Regions from separate parts of the Ovis aries genome. Here region 2 is linked to region 1. The links are chromatin contacts, called in public Hi-C maps. All regions are on one chromosome and are shown on one strand. Each heading gives the region's core, a stretch centred on a gene start, on an enhancer-like site or on the middle of the called end of the contact. The rest is flanking DNA. Distances are from core to core; before and after follow the strand shown.

Region 1 (7,950 bases), core at 3,235-5,734:
ATGAACTCTTGTGAGAAACTAACAAAGCTGAGTAAAATAAATAAGTTGCAAAAGTAAAAACTGACAAAGCTGGGAAAAAATGTATGCCCAAGACAAATTCCTTTATTGTTTAAAAGAATACATTTATTAGTGTCTTTTGGGGATGCCCAGATGTCTCATGGGTAAAGAATCTGCTTTCAGTGCAGGAGACGAGGTTTTGATCCCTGGGTTGGGAAGATCTCCTGGAGAAAGAAATGGCAACCCACTCCTGTATTCTTGCCTGGGAAATCTGATGGACAGAGGAGCCTGGCGGGCTACAGTCCATGGGGTCACTAAAGAGTTGGACACAACTTAGCGTCTTTTAATTGACCTTTTCCCAATCAGATTCATTTTGAATCTTGGACTCATGAAATTCTTTAGAGGCACACTAGAGGACACTGTTGAGTTATAAATATCCCAGTGCTGTTTGCCTGGTTCCTATTAATGCTGAACTTGCAACTACTTTCATTGATGTCAGTATTTCACCTTCTGAGCTAGCAGTAGGATTTGAAAAAGACATGGAGATTTGTTTCCAGTGCAGAAAGAAAAAATGACTTAAAACAGTGCTTGTTGAAAAATAGGGAAGAAAAATGCATATTTGTGAAGGAGTACTGATTTTTTTTTCTTTTGGCATTTTTTGGTTATAAATTCACATTACTGATACAGCCAATATACAAAACACAGTTGTAGCAACCAGAGAAAGAAACAGGATATGACCCCCTTTATGAGATGCTCATAATATTCCCAAGGAGGCAGGGGAAAAGTCCATTCATCTGCATTTTATTCAGAAGGCTCTTTTCTTTTGCTTGTCATTTTGGAATGGGCTTAACTGTTGCTAAAAAGTTACAGGAACAACAGAGCTAGAAATCATCTGTTTCTTCACAAAACAAATTCACTCCAGATCAGCCATGTGATCTGCCCCTGCAGTGCCCAGCCCTCTGACCTGAGTCTTGCTGGAACAGCATCTCTTTGGGGACTGACAAAGAATTCCTGTTCTAAGTTCTTCATGTTATTTCTTTCAAGTTTGGTGCCTGCTGTAATACTGAGTCCTCTTAAACCAGATACTGAGAAGTAAAACTAAAAGCCCAAATCCATTCAACAGAGAACTCACTGTGCAGATCTGAGATAAAATAAGCCACAAATATTTGAGCAGTATCAGGATATACATTGCACAATTTAAAAAAATTTGGTCGGGATGATTTGAGTTTTCTCACTGGCAGAACTGGGGTAGTTATGTGACCATTTAAATTGCTTCCAACATTTTATTCACACCAATCTCAGAAGATTCTTAATTTCAAAAAATATTTTGTATTAATAGAATCAGCTCTAAGTCTGTTTTTTTTTTCTATCAACAATACAGTTATATCAGTTTAGAAATATTTTAGGAATGATGTGCTCTTATTAATTTCCACTAAAAAGCATTTATTAAAAACATGCATTTGTTGATGCAGTTACCATACACAGCTAGTTTTGTGTGACTCCTAGTCACCTGATGTCTGCCCTCCTCTGAGGCACCAGATAGACCTGGAATTGCATCCCAGCCCAGCGAGTTGTTCATCCCAGGGCTCTCTTGGGCAACTTGGTTGATTCTATGAGTCTCTAATTGATGAAGATAATTTTTTTTATCATAATGGCTTTGTAAGGGTGAAATGATACATTGCTATGAAGTGGACAAGTTGGCAAAGTATTCAGTGGAATCTAGCGGGTTCCCTTTTGCAGCCTCTTGAAGCCAGCAATGACGCAGTAGGAACAGAGTCCAAACTGCCGCGTCATTGTGTGTCCCCACATCAGCCTGCAAAGATCTCACAAGGGAAGAGAAAATACTACAGATGGGGAGACACATCTCATGCACTATCATGTCAAAGGAAAAGCATAGTTCCTGTCCAAAACCTGGAATACATTTGAGCTATTAATAATACATGCTGCACTCCAGAGTATTTTAATCAAGTCTTGTGAACGACTTTGGATCAAAGAAGCGAATCAATCAACAGACGTAGAGCTTCTAGGGGACTTACCTGGCAGTTCAGTGTCTAAGACTGCCTTCTGAGCTTCTCTGGTGACTCAGTGGTAAAGAATCTACCTGCCAACGCAGGAGACTTGAGTTCGATCCCTGGTCCGGGAAGCTCCCACGTAACGTGGGGCAACTAAGCCCCAGGCCCCGTGCTCTGCACCAACAGAAGCCACCTCGATGAGAAGGCTGCACAACTCAGCTAGAGAGGGACCGCCACTCGCTGCAACTAGAGAAGAGCCCCCACAACAACAAAGACCCAGCACAGCCAAAAATAAGTAAATAATTAAATTTAAAAAAAGACTTTGCCTTCCAGCGCAGGGGATGTGGGTTCAATCCTTGCTCAGGGAGCTGGGATCCCATATGCCTTGTGGCCAAAACCCCAAAACATAAACAGAAGCAGTATTGTAACAAATTCAGTGTGTGTGTGTGTGTGTGTTAGTTGCTCAGTCATGTCTGACTCTTTGCGACCCCATTCGATAAAAGACTTTAAAAACGGTCCATATTTTAAAAAGAAAACAACTTTAAAAAAGAAGTAAGGCTTCTGTTTCCTTAGTGGCTTATATTCATGCTGAGAATATGGTGCTTTAAAAAATTTTTATTTGAAACAAATTTTGCAAAGATGATAGGGCTCAAAGTCCAAGAAGTGCAAATGATGAAGATACATGGTATAAAGGAAACAGTCTCCCTTGTACTCTACTGATCATTGCCCTTCCTGAAGGCAGCCTCTGCCGCATTCTTGAGTATCTTTCTATTAAAAGCTATATAGTAGATAGCTTTTATATCTACTATATATATTACAAGCTATATAGTAGCTAGATGGATGGATGGATATGAATATGGGCATATTATAGATAGAATATTTTCAAACATGTGAATGTATCTTTAGGCTGAAGTGCCGGAAAAAATATATTATCAGCAGTGTCTGTATTCTTTAGTAACATCATTTGTTACTATTTTGGTCATAATTTGATGGTGAAAATATTTCAGTGCAAGGTCAAAGAATACTTTTATTATGAATGATATTAGTCACCTTTTAGGAGACATTTTCTTTTTTCCTGTGAACTTTTTGTACTCTTTACCCATTTTAGATTGAACTCAGTCTTACTGAGGTGTTTAAAAATGTATTAGGGGAATAGGAACTTTGTAATCTGGGCTACGAATGTTTTCCTCAGTTTTCTATTTATCTTTTGGCTTTTCTTGTGTGAGTCTTAATATGCAGACATTTTACATTTTTCTGTGAACAAGTCACTCTAAGATTATAAAAACATAGAATTTGCCACATGCTGAATTTCTAAGTGTATTTTGCTGTTTTTAGTGTTCAGAACATTGCATTTTAAGACAGTTTTTTTCTTTTTTTCCCCTGGAATTATCATCTCTCACTCTAAAGAAAGATAATAAATATACTTCTAAAAGAACTGGCGGAGACCAATCTGGATTATAGAAATGGATTGCATTAAAGACTGCACAGTCTCTAAGACTAGATTAAGGCATCATAACTCACTTGATACCCTTAGAGGCCTTGCTTGGCAAACATAGGCAAGTGATTTTAATTAGCACATTGTGTGCCTGTAAATGGATGCTTCTAAAGGGCCTGCAATGAGTCCTTTCCTTAACCGATTCTTTGAAGATGCCTTTAGTTTAGAGAGAAGCTCTGTGAGGTACTCTGACACCAGGAATATCTTGTTGGTGTGGCCAACTACTTTTACCATTTCTGGGCATGTCTGTCATAGATGGCAGGCATATCTTGCCCTGTTCAACAGCAAAAAAGTTGTACTCTTAATATAAATTGAGAAAAATGTTTTATTAATGGCCTTGTTTATATTATTGATATATGTAGATATGTGTTTGTGTACATATAGTTCTCTAAAAGACGACGATGAACCTCAGCAGACAGTTTCCAAGATATTTCTCACCAGCCAGTGGAGCCCAATCTGATGAAGTTTCTCTGTATTACTTGCAGAGAATCAGATCATCATGTATTATATTGGTGAATATTTAAACAGTGTCATTGGGAGAAATTTTGTTTCATAAAATTGTTTTAGAATTGAAGTTATCTTAGACTTAGAATTTAGGTAGAAGAAACCTACATGAAAGCCATTTGTATAGTCATTAAAAAGGTCCTCAGTGATTAAAAGTCATTAAAGAGAGGTGAGGGGTGGGTTCTCTTCACTCTCAACCCCCAGAGGTCTCTGGCTTGTGTTGCTGCATGTCTACCTATTTCTTTATTCAACTGTTGTAACTTAAGACTCACAGGGCTGGTTTCTTTGAGTGAAGGCTGCTGGATTTCTCTTTTCCCAATAAATACAGAGTCTGATTTTTTTTTTCATGGTAAGCAGACAAAGATTCCCTTTGAAACATGTAGTCTGAGCGCCAAACACTGGATCCATTGTCTCAGACACAATGAGTGCCACATTCAGTCTTTAGAAATGGTGAGCAGTTTGCTTGTATTCGAGAACCAAAGACGTTTTCCACATCCAGAAAAGTGATGCACAGCTGAGTTTTCAATAATGCTAGCACTGTGTGTGAGTGTGATTTCACACGGCGATGTGTACCGTGTTGACTGGTATATGCCTCTCATGGATCAGCTTTGGGCTGCTCACGATGAGTTATTCACTGTGTTATACCAATAGAACTCAACCACTTCAAATGAAAATAGAAAGGATTTCTGCTCATGTTTCATACTGCGTGAAAGTGTATAGCTTTAGATTACATTTGTCCTACATATTTTGGGTGTAATGTGGATTCAAAATTAGGGATTGCCTTGTGTCAGGTTCTCCAGAAGCTGACTCTGAGTTGAGGATTTATGTGCAAATGATTTATTAGCAAATTGCTCCCAGGAGAAACAGGTAAGGGAGTAGGAGAAACAGATCAGTGAAAGGAAGGAATCCAAGCAGGGCACAATTTCTGACAAAGTTCTAGCCTCAGCTGGATCATACAGGAGAGCTTTACAGATCAAGTTATAGCTCCGATTTTGTCCCAAATTGAGGCAAGGGACCTGGGCTTTCATAAGTCACTCACAGTAAGAGCCACCCAATTCTAAGGGGGGACCCAAACTCTCAGATACACTCATGTACTTCCAGTTCTTGGCACAGGCAGGCAAAGTGGCATCTGTGGTTGAGGGCAGTCTTCTGAAGACAGTCAGAAATGTGGGTCCACAGAAGCAAAAGCACAAAGAAGCTAGGGGTGGGGAGGGTGCAAAGAAATGGCCAGAGTGCTTCAAGGGGGTATGATACCAAAAGTTGTTTGCTAGAGGGATTACTTCTAAATTCTGATTAAAAGATTCTCAGTCACTGAAAAGAGATCCTTTAGTGATTCTGATACATTTTAAAAGAATTGTTACTAAACTGATAAATAATTCTGGTTGGATATTGGCTTAGTCAAAGACTACTCCAGGCAAGAGTACTGGAGTGGGTTGCCATTTCCTTCTCCAGGGGATCTTCCCGACCCAGTGATCAAACCCAGGTCTCCCGCATTCCAGGCAGATGCTTTAACCTCTGAGCCACCAGGGAAGCCCATAGGATATCTTACTCTTTAGTATTTCTCAGGCACACCAGGCACACTTCTGCCTCAGGGGCTTTGTACTTATTTTTTCTGCCAAGGTCTTACTCCACAGATTTATATTTTGATAAAAAGTGGGAGAAAGTATGATAGAAGGATTTGGCTGTTTCACCCTGTTCTAACCTTGCCATCATTGACTAGATGTTCTATGCTGCTTAATGTGATGCAATTTGAAATACACAACATCTTCATGAATATTCTTGCCCCAAACTATTTAAGCAGAATCTGATCAGGCCTCCTGTTAACTTCCCTGGTGGCTCAGACGGTAAAGCGTCTGCTTACAATACGGGAGACCCGGGCTCAATCCCTAGCTTGGGAAGATCTCCTGGAGAAGGAAATGGCAACCCACTCCAGTATTCTTGCCTGGAAAATCCCATGGGAGGAACTTGGTAGGCTATAGTCCATGGGGTCACAAAGAGTCAGACACAACTGAGCAACTTCACTTTAACTTCCAGTTTACAACAGGATTATGGTAGTTTTATACATCCAATATCTTTTGGATATGGGGTTTGCCGACATGCTCACTGCTGGAGGAGGAAATGGCAACCAACTCCAGTATTCTTGTCAGAAAAATCCTATGGACAGAGGAACCTGGTGGGCTGTAGTACATGTTGCATACAGCTGGGCTATAGTCCAGGCTGCAAAGAATTGGACACAAATGAATGTGCAGACATGAATCAAGGACTGAGCACACACAAATGTGTTTCCTGCTTATCTTGTCATCCTCCTTTCTTGCATCTCAGTTCCTTTTACCTGGAATCATTTCCCTTGTATCTGGAGCATATCTTTCAGTGTTCCACTGACCAGTGTGGTAACCACTAGTCATGTGGATATTAAGCACTTGATTTATAACTACTCTGAATTGAGATTTGCTGTTAGTGTAAAGCTCATCCTGGATTTCAGAGACCTAGTACAAAAGTGTAAGAGATCTCATTAATGATTTTTGTATTAATTACATGTTGAAATGATACAATTTTGATATATTGGCTTAAATAGATCATTATTCAGATGGATTATCCTTTTATTTTATTTTATTTTTTGCTTTTGAAATTGTGGCTATTAGGGGATTTAAATTTGTGTCCCTCATATTGCCTTTCTATTGGACAACTCTGTTTTAGAAGTTTCTTTAACAATGGTCTATTGGTGGCAAATTCTTTTTTTCATATTTATTTATTAAAAAAGTTAACCAGGACAATTTTATTATTGGGTGATTATTTTTTAAACTATTATGTGACGTGAGTGTGGACAATTAGATATTAAGCTGATGAGAACAGATACTACACTTGATCTTAGACTGAGAAGCACTGTGGCAAATTCTTAATTTTTTTTTGTCTAAAAATGTCTTTATTTTACATTTGCTCTTGCAGTATTTTCTTTTTTCACATGTACTAGGCTAAATTGAGTTATTTTTTCTTCTCTTGAGGATATTATTTCACTGTTTCTGGTTTCCATTTTTGGTGATAGGACCATGTTAGTCAACATGATCACTCCTTTCGCTCTAATTTGTGTTTTCTCTGACTGCAGTGTGAAAAATCTGGTTTTTACTATTCTGGTGTATCATTATGATGAATCTAGGTATGGGTTTCTTGTTATTTATCCTGCTTGGGATTCACGAGGTTTTCTGAAACTATGTATTGGTTTCTTCCGTCAGTCTGGGAAATTACTAGTTGTTATCTCTCAAATATCACCTGGCCCCCATTCTGTTTTACCTCTTCTTCTGAAATGCCAGTTAGACCTATGTTAGACTTTTACTTTATCTTATATTTTCGCCTACATTTTATGTTTTCCTTATTTTTGTCTCTGTAAGGTGTGTATTGAATTAACAGTGGCTTAGACGGTGTATGGATGTGAGAGTTGGACTGTGAAGAAAGCTGAGTGCCGAAGAATTGATGCTTTTGAACTATGGTGTTGGAGAAGACTCCTGAGAGTCCCTTGGACTGCAAGGAGATCCAAACAGTCCATTCTAAAGGAGATCAGCCCTGGGTATTCTTTGGAAGGAATGATGCTAAAGCTGAAACTCCAGTACTTTGGCCACCTGATGCGAAGAGTTGACTCATTGGAAAAGACTCTGATGCTGGGAGGGGTTGGGGGCAGGAGGAAAAGGGGATGACAGAGGAATGAGATGGCTGGATGGCATCACCGAGTCTATGGATGTGAGTCTGAGTGAATTCTGGGAGTTGGTGATGGACAGGGAGGCCTGGTGTGCTGCAATTCACGGGGTTGCAAAGAGTCGGACACGACTGAGCGACTGAACTGAACTGAACTAGACGGTTAAGAATCTGCCTGCAGTGCAGGAGACCTGAGTTCAAGCCCCGAGTTAGGAAGATCCCCTGAAGAAGTGAATGGCAGCCACTCCAGTATTC
Region 2 (7,950 bases), core at 3,545-6,044, 350 kb after region 1:
TCAGGGTCTTTTCAAATGAGTCAGTTCTTTGCATCAGGTAGCCAAAGTATTGGAGTTTTAGCTTCATCATCAGTCCTTCCGATGAATGTTTAGGACTGATTTCCTTTAGGATGGACTGGTTGGATCTCCTTGCCATCCAAGGGACTATCAAGAGTCTTCTCTAACACCACAGTTCAAAAGCATCAGTTCTTCAGTGCTCAGCTTTCTTTATGGTCCAACTCTCACATCCATACATAACTACTGGAAAAGCCATAGCTTTGACTAGATAGCCCTTTGTTGGCAAAGTAATGTCTGCTTTTTGATATACTGTCTAGGTTGGTCTAACTTTTCTTCCAAGGAGCAAGCATCTTTTAATTTGGCTGCAGTCACCATCTGCAGTGATTTTGGAGCCCCCCAAATTAAAGCCTGTCACTGTTTCCACTCTATTTGCCATGAACTGATGGGCCCAGATGCTGTGATCTTAGTTTTCTGAATGTTGAGTTTTAAGCCAAATTTTTCACTCTTTCACTATCATCAAGAGGCTCTTCAGTTCTCTTCTGCCATAAGGGTGGTGTCATCTGCATATCTGAGATTATTGATATTTCTCCCAGCGATCTTGATTCCAGCTTGTGTTTCCTCCAGCCCAGCATTTCTCATGATGTACTCTGCATATAAGTTAAATAGGCAGGGTGACAATATACAGCCTTGACGTACTCCTTTTTCCTATTTGGAACCAGTCTGTTGTTCCATGTCCAGTTCTAACTGTTGCTTCCTGACCTGCATACAGGTTTCTCAAGAAGCAGGTCAGGTGGTCTACTTTGCCTCAAATCTATATTATATAAAAATTTAAGGAAGCATCTTAAACTCTGAATTTCTGTTCCCTCTTACCCCAGATACCGATAGCATATTGTTTGATAATCTTATATGATAGTGCCTATGGAAGTGTCACAGAAATATTAGATATGAATGTTTTTGCAGCTGCTGCTTCTAGAGCACTGATGAAGGAAGACAAAAGCTTGGACTGCTAAGCATGAAATGTGATGGAGTGTGGTTGGAAAGGCATTAACTATATTCTTACTCTAGATTTGCCACTCACTGATGGGCATGACTTTGGGCAACCCATGTAACCTTTATGACAGTTTCTTCATCTGTTCCATGAAGGGCTCTGCTGCATCTGTGCTTCTCCAGGTGTGGTCCAAGGACCACCTGCATCTGAATCACCTGGGTTGCTTATGTAATAAGCTGGTTCTTGGACCTGAAACATAATCTTTGTGTTGGTTTCCAGGCATCCATGGTTCAGTCATGAGTGAGTGAAATGAAAGTCCCTCAGTCATGTCTGACTCTTTGTGACCCCATGTACTGTAGCCTGCAAGGCTGCCCTGTGCATGGAATTCTCCAGGCAAGAATACTGGAGTGGATTGCTGTTTCCTTCTTCAGGGCATCTTCCCAGCTCAGGGATCAAACCTGGGGCTCCCACATTGCAGGCAGATTCTTTACCATCTGAGCCACCAGGGAATCCCCTGGCATTGAATCTGTCTATTCTCATTTCTAAGCCCTGTTTTTCACATTTCCTACCAAAATGAACACATGCTTAGTATCATTTAAATAGTGAGGACCTGTGATCACCCTCACACACAGGTGTCTGTACACCTGCTTTATAAGAGAATGAAGAGAAAAGGTAAAGGAAGGTGGAGGTAGGAAGAAGACTCAGTACTAGTAAGGTAAAATTTTTGGGTCTTGAAGAGCTTACTGTTAATGACAGTGGATATTTTTACGCTGAATAGACTTTCCTCATGATGTTACTGAGCTGTTTCCCACTGATGATTGGGGAGAGCATTACTTACCACTCTCTCCCTTGAACTGGGGACATTTCTGTGAGTTCGTAGGTATTAACATGTTACAGTGAACCTGAGGATCTCATGCCTAACCTGTTGTTCTGCTTTTATCAAAGTGCCACCTTTGACCAGTAGCCATTGGTCTTTTGAAATTGTTTTCCTGGAATGGTCATCCTTTTGAGCCATTTGCCTTCTTTTATAGAAATAAATAATCACTAGTGGCATTTTCCCACTGTCTCCCCATATAAATGAAACTGAGTATCCTATATGGAAACTCAACCCTAATGGGTTGTTTATTCATCCATCCATTCATCTCTTAATTGCTCATTTAACCAATGGATGTAGAATCCTGGTGTGGGGTGAGACTATAAATTATGGCATCGGAGCCTCTTCCAAAGCCAGGGTTGGCTTGTCTGTACAGTAGTAATGATATGTGGTCTTTCAGCAGGGAACATTCTTATCTCCCAAGAGGACATATAGATGGACTGTTATATAAATTGAGCCAAAATCTGGTAAAGAGCTATATTTTAGGGTGCCACCCGCTATTTCTAGTTCTTTTCCCTTGGATTCCATAAAGAACACTGTATCCATGTGTGAACCAATTCAGTTCAAGTGACATCCATTGCCTCTTATGTGTTGGGATAACAGATACCAAAATGTATAATCTTTACTCATTTACAAGTATGACTAAATTACAAGGCAGAATGGGCTTAAGGCTTAAGACAGATAGAGTTACAAAGCAAATATGGCCCAGCCATCCTAAAGCATGCAATCTGATAGGAAAGATGCCACATGTACGTAGATGATTATTATAAAAGGCCAGAGATGACAAAAATACCCCCGAAATAAGTTTGAATAAAGCTTTTTGGCAACGTAGAGGAGAGAGAGAATCCCATCAGTCGTATAGTCAGGAAAACTATGTACATGATTTTTTTGAGTTGAGTGTTGAATCATGGGTGATGTTCGAGGAGTGAGGTGATCTGTTAGACTGCATTTACCCTCTTAAGTGGGCTTCCCCGGTGGCTCAGAATTTGCCTGCAATGCAGGAGACCTGGGTTTCAATCCTTGGGTCAGGAAGATCCGCTGGAAAAGGGAATGTCTATGCATCACAATATTCATGCCTGGAGAATTCCATAGACAGAGGAGCCTGGCAGGCTACAGTGCATAGGGTTGCAAAGAGTCGGAGGTGACTAACACTTTCACTTTTCACCCTCTTGAGTACTAAATCCTGTTTTAATAATAATTTTGTTTACCATAGTAATACATTTATTAAGGGGGGAAAATGGCAGAATTAAGAACTTTTAAGTAATAAAAATTAAGAAAATTTAGAATTCTAAACTGTTCAGAGAACCAAAATATTAAAATGAATATGCTGTTTCTTTCCAGTCCTTTGTTCTGACGAATACTGTACAATTGGAATCATATGGTAATACAATTTGTTGTATGATTTTTAAAAGTAGTGTGCTTGTTACCATGCCAACAAATAATCTTTGAAAGAATGAGTTTTCTTCACAAATTTCAGTACATCTAAATGATACAATCACTGGGCATTTAGGTTTTCTTTTCTTTTTCTGCTATTTCAAATAACATTGAGATAAATATTATCTAATATGAATCTCTGCTTTCTTCACTGAGACTGCTATTTAATGTTCTCTAGAAAGTTTGTACCAATTTATGCTCTTTAACACAAGGGGATAAGACTATTTTGTTACATTGATGCCAATATTGAGTGACTTTTTCCCCCTCTCTTAATAGTGTCATATTTTTACCATTGACAGTGTTTCTATTTGTGAGGTTGGATATTAACAAACCTCTAAAAGAGATGGAAGCTTTTCCTGGGATTTAGAAACTAAGAATAAACAAAAATAGAAATGCCTTTGCTGCTGCTACTGCTAAGTCGCTTCAGCCGTGTCCAACTCTGTGCGACCCCATGGACAGCAGCCCACCAGGCTCCTCTGTCTACAGGATTCTCCAGGCAAGAATACTGGAGTGGGTTGCCATTTCCTTCTCCAAGAAATGCCTTTAGCTCCATTTAAATATATGCACTACTTTGAAGTACTTTATCCTATGTAAAGGTCTAAAACGGATTTACTTCTTTAGAGACCTAAAGGCCTGACAGCTGAACAGTATAACACAGGGGATAACAAGTGTTATCTCTGAGGTGTACTTGCCTGGGTTCTAATCCTGACCTTCCTTTGAGTTCTCTTAAGCAACCTACTCAGTTGCTCCAAGTTTTCATTTCCTTGTTTGTATGATGAGAGGCAGGGCAGAAACAGTAAAACCTCAAAAAAAATTAAGTAAGATTATTATATAAGATGCCAGGCATGTAAGGACTTGTTAGATATACATAACATGGTGTTTTCATTGAATATTGCTGTGTTGAAACCTAAAGTCCCTGGATTAATCCTCACGTTGTAAATCTTCATTCTGATATGAAAAGAAGGGGCAGCCCAGAAGGATCAAGACCCATCATGCTTTCAGGATTCAGGGGGACAGGTTTTCCTTGTCAAGGGATCCTGAAGGACTCCGCAGACTGACACACAACTTTCTTCTGAGCTCCCCCCCGTTTCTGTCTTCCCTGCACAGCTCTAATCCCTATTGCAGATGCTCCCATAATCCCTCAGTGCCCTTCTCGCCGCAGTTATTTTTTCATAGTGCGTTTGGGCCGAAAGAAGTACATTTATTAAGCGGTTTAATCAACTTAATAAGTAGGTAGGTCCTGATAAATGAGTAGCCATTTCATAAACCAAAGCAAAAACACATACTCTGAAAGGAAGAAAATAATTTTTTGTTAATTCTTAACAGCAGTGACTGGGAGATGTGATTGCTCTGTTGGACACTGTGCAGCTATTAGAACCTGATTGGTACTGGCTGCTGCCATCCTCATTTCTTGTTCCACGTTGAGTTTTGGGCAATACTTGATTTTTAACATAGCACACAAACTGCAGAGACGATGTCCCAGAAGGAACACAATGCCATCTAATGCTGAAACTGTGAACTACTTCAAGCTAGTGGTTCACGTGGTTTCTGGCTCTCTATCTATCTGTCTATAAAGGGGAGGGAAACAGTGACATTTGGCGTAGTTCTATATCTGTCTGTCTGCATGTCTGTCTACCTGGCTGTGTACTTCTAAATCAACTGGAACCCTAAGGTGCCTCTGGGCACAGTTTGGGAACCAGTGTGTGTTAGTCGCTCAGTTGTGTCCAACTCTTTGTGAACCTGCGGACTGTAGCCCGCCAGCCTCCTCTCTCCGTGGAATTCTCCAGGCCAGAATACCGAAATGGGTTACCCTTTCCTTTCCAGGACATCTTCCCAACCTAGGGATCGAACCCCGGTCCCCTGCGTTGCAGATAGATGGCTTACTGCCTGAGCTGCTAGGGAAGCCCAGAGCCCTGCTGTATTCCTACTTTCTGGATTTACTTCAGTTTTGTTTTGTTTTGTTTTGGCTACTCACTTTCTCTTGTTCTCTGGTTCTGTTTCTGTCTGGTTCTTGGTTCTGGCTGTCCCATTTCCTTCCTGTTTGCCCAGAGCCGCTCTCTACCTAGTCTCCATCAAGCAGCAGCAGTCTCTGGAGCTACTTGCGAGCCTTTACGGTCCCAGAGGTAGCCTGGGCGGTCCTCATGTGGTTTTGTTCTGGCTGTGGACCAGTCGCTGTGCTTGAGATCTTATGGGACTTCTTCATTTCACAGTTTGAGGGAGCTTCTTTCCTCCACAGGCCGCACAAGTGGAGTGCCAGTGTTGGCTTGTGTCTTTGGGTGTCTCTCTGTGGCCGTCTCCCTGTGGTGAGGGTGGGCACGCTCTCCTACCCAGACCTCCCAATTCTTACAGCAACAAAGACCTGGCCAGGCCACATCTTGTTGTCCCTGTTCTCGGCATGTCAATCCAGAAAATGCATCTGATGCGAAGGAGTGGTTAACTGTGGTCTCTGGATTAGACCTCTTGCTTTTGTATTCTAGGTTACCACTTTCTGCTCAATTTCCTGAAACTTTAGATTCCTCATCTGTAAAATGGAGATTAATAATAGGACTTACTTTGTATGAAAAATGAGAAAATGAAGTAAAATAAGATCTGGCGCCTCTTAGCACAATGCCTGACCTTAATAAGTATTATTAAAGCACTTGATAAATGTTAACTATTACTATTTTTTTTTCTGACAGTAACAATAAAATTTACTTTCAAGTATTCTGACTTTTGTTAGGAATAAAGAAACAAACCATTCACTTTTAAAATTTAATATCTTTTTACCAGTTAATGAAAGGGAAGTCAATATTAAAATGAAAAAATAATCTTATACTCACAACATTTGATTTATATAATTAAAGTACTCTAAATAGTAATCTAAATATTTTCATGACATAATAGGTTTATACTTTATGCATTTGACATTTTGCCTGTTTTAGAAATGATAAAACTGAGGCTTAGGAGATTATGTGAATTGCTGAAGATAATACAACATTTGCTGGAACCCACACCCAAACTCCAGATTTGTAATTTCAGTGCCAGTGCTCCTTGCTTTATTGTTTCCTTTAGTATTTAAAATGTTAAAAGACAGAGAGGAAGGAAGGAAGGAAAGGAAAACAAAGAGAAAGACTGTTATTCTCTCTGATTTTTCTAAGCAATGAAAATGTGCTGCTTTTGCTGTTTCTAGTACATTTGTTACAGTAGTTTTAATTTCGTGTAGAAGAATCACAAGTTTGGGGAAAAAAAATACTGCCAGTGCTTCATTAGAAACAAATCTGAGAAATTTATAAAGACGGTAACAAGGATCCTCTATGCGAGACAGCCAATGAGACACAGATGTATAGAACAGTCTTTTGGACTCTGTGGGAGAAGGCGAGGGCGGGATGATTTGAGAGAATAGCGTTGAAACATGTATATTATCCTATGTGAAACAGATCGCCGGTCCAGGTTTGAAGCGTGAGACAAGCTGCTCAGGACTGGTGCACTGGGATGATCCTGAGGGATGGGATGGGGAGGGAGGTGGGAGGGGAGTTCAGGTTGGGAAACACATGTATACCCGTGGCTGATTCATGTCAATGTATGGCAAAAACCAGTACAATATTGTAAAGTAATCAGCCTCCAATTAAAAAAAAAAAGAAATAATTCCGAGAGAGACAGTGCCTTGTGGTCTTAGTCAGACTGCATGTCAAAAACATCCTATTCATCCCTCAAACAATATAATGCAAGCATTTTTAAAGTTTAATATCCAGCTGACAGAAAAGTGCTTCAGAAAGACAAACAAGTGTTCACATGCCTAACCCTTTCACCCTCGCTACAGTCATTGCTGCCTAGCCACTTTCTGGGCACAGCGGTGTGGAAATACATCATCACTGTATAATTTTACACACAACAGAGAGAACATGCCATTATGGAACCAAATCTTAGCTGAATAGCCTGGCCTTAGACGGTATTTTCATCTCAGTGTAAAAATGGAAATGAAACCTTGGCTCTCCTTGTAGGTCTGTAGGGAGTTTGCTGGCCTGTACTCAGCGTCGTTTTCAAACCCAAATAGAAGGTGAAGGGAGAACCAGTGGTCTTGTAGCTTTGAGGTGGAAGGCATTGAATCCCATGGGCTGAGTCATTGTAACAAGGTAAAGATATAGCTTGATTCCCTCTTGGCTTCTTAGAAGATTATGGAAGTCACAGGCTAGCAAGCTAAAGATTTCCTGGCCTGCCGGAGACAAGTCTCTTTGGGCAGGGAAACAATGAAGCCTCACAGTGACAGCATCAGTGGTCCTCCAGCCTAGCATCATGGATTTCGTAGCAGAAGCTCTAAGTATCTGGAATGTTTAATGTGGGAGAGCTTGGCTAAGTAGAATATGAACATTTAAGAAAAGAGTCTGATGTCAGTTGTACTTCAAAAAGAGGTTTAAAAATATAAACACTAAGGCTACAAAGAAAGAATATAAATGCTAAAAACCTAGAAACTCAACCGATTCCGAAGTTTCCATTCTGCTCTTTTCCTGTTAGCATCATGAGGCAATTCTCATGCAGATTGACTATGTTTAGATGTTGTATTCGTTTTCTGTGCTGTGTAACAGATTACCATGCTTAGTGGTAAAACATCTGTTTACTATCACACGGGTTCGATCAGACTGCCAAGCACACCATACTGGCTTTTCTGCTGAGGGTCTCA

The links. A called contact is a pair of places that touch in the nucleus more often than the background predicts.
Region 2: a Hi-C map of hypothalamus shows a contact between it and region 1, with 6 times the contacts expected there. The contact joins two enhancer-like sites. A contact is called at or near these places in 4 of 16 Hi-C or Micro-C datasets (hypothalamus, skin fibroblasts and tail adipose tissue).

Annotation. Positions count from the first base shown.
Region 1 is chr2:12,148,412-12,156,361 of ARS-UI_Ramb_v3.0, forward strand. It overlaps the pseudogene LOC114113456. Among named protein-coding and RNA genes, the nearest start is that of TRNAC-ACA, 95 kb to the right of the region's middle. Within about 2 kb of position 4,485, at least 10 of the 54 cell types and tissues checked have an H3K27ac peak or open chromatin away from gene starts, as enhancers often do. A contact at or near this core is called in hypothalamus, where this site is marked.
Region 2 is chr2:12,497,022-12,504,971 of ARS-UI_Ramb_v3.0, forward strand. All of the region lies in intron 3 of LPAR1 (lysophosphatidic acid receptor 1), which reads left to right. Among named protein-coding and RNA genes, the nearest start is that of TRNAS-GGA, 82 kb to the left of the region's middle. Within about 2 kb of position 4,795, at least 8 of the 54 cell types and tissues checked have an H3K27ac peak or open chromatin away from gene starts, as enhancers often do. A contact at or near this core is called in hypothalamus, where this site is marked.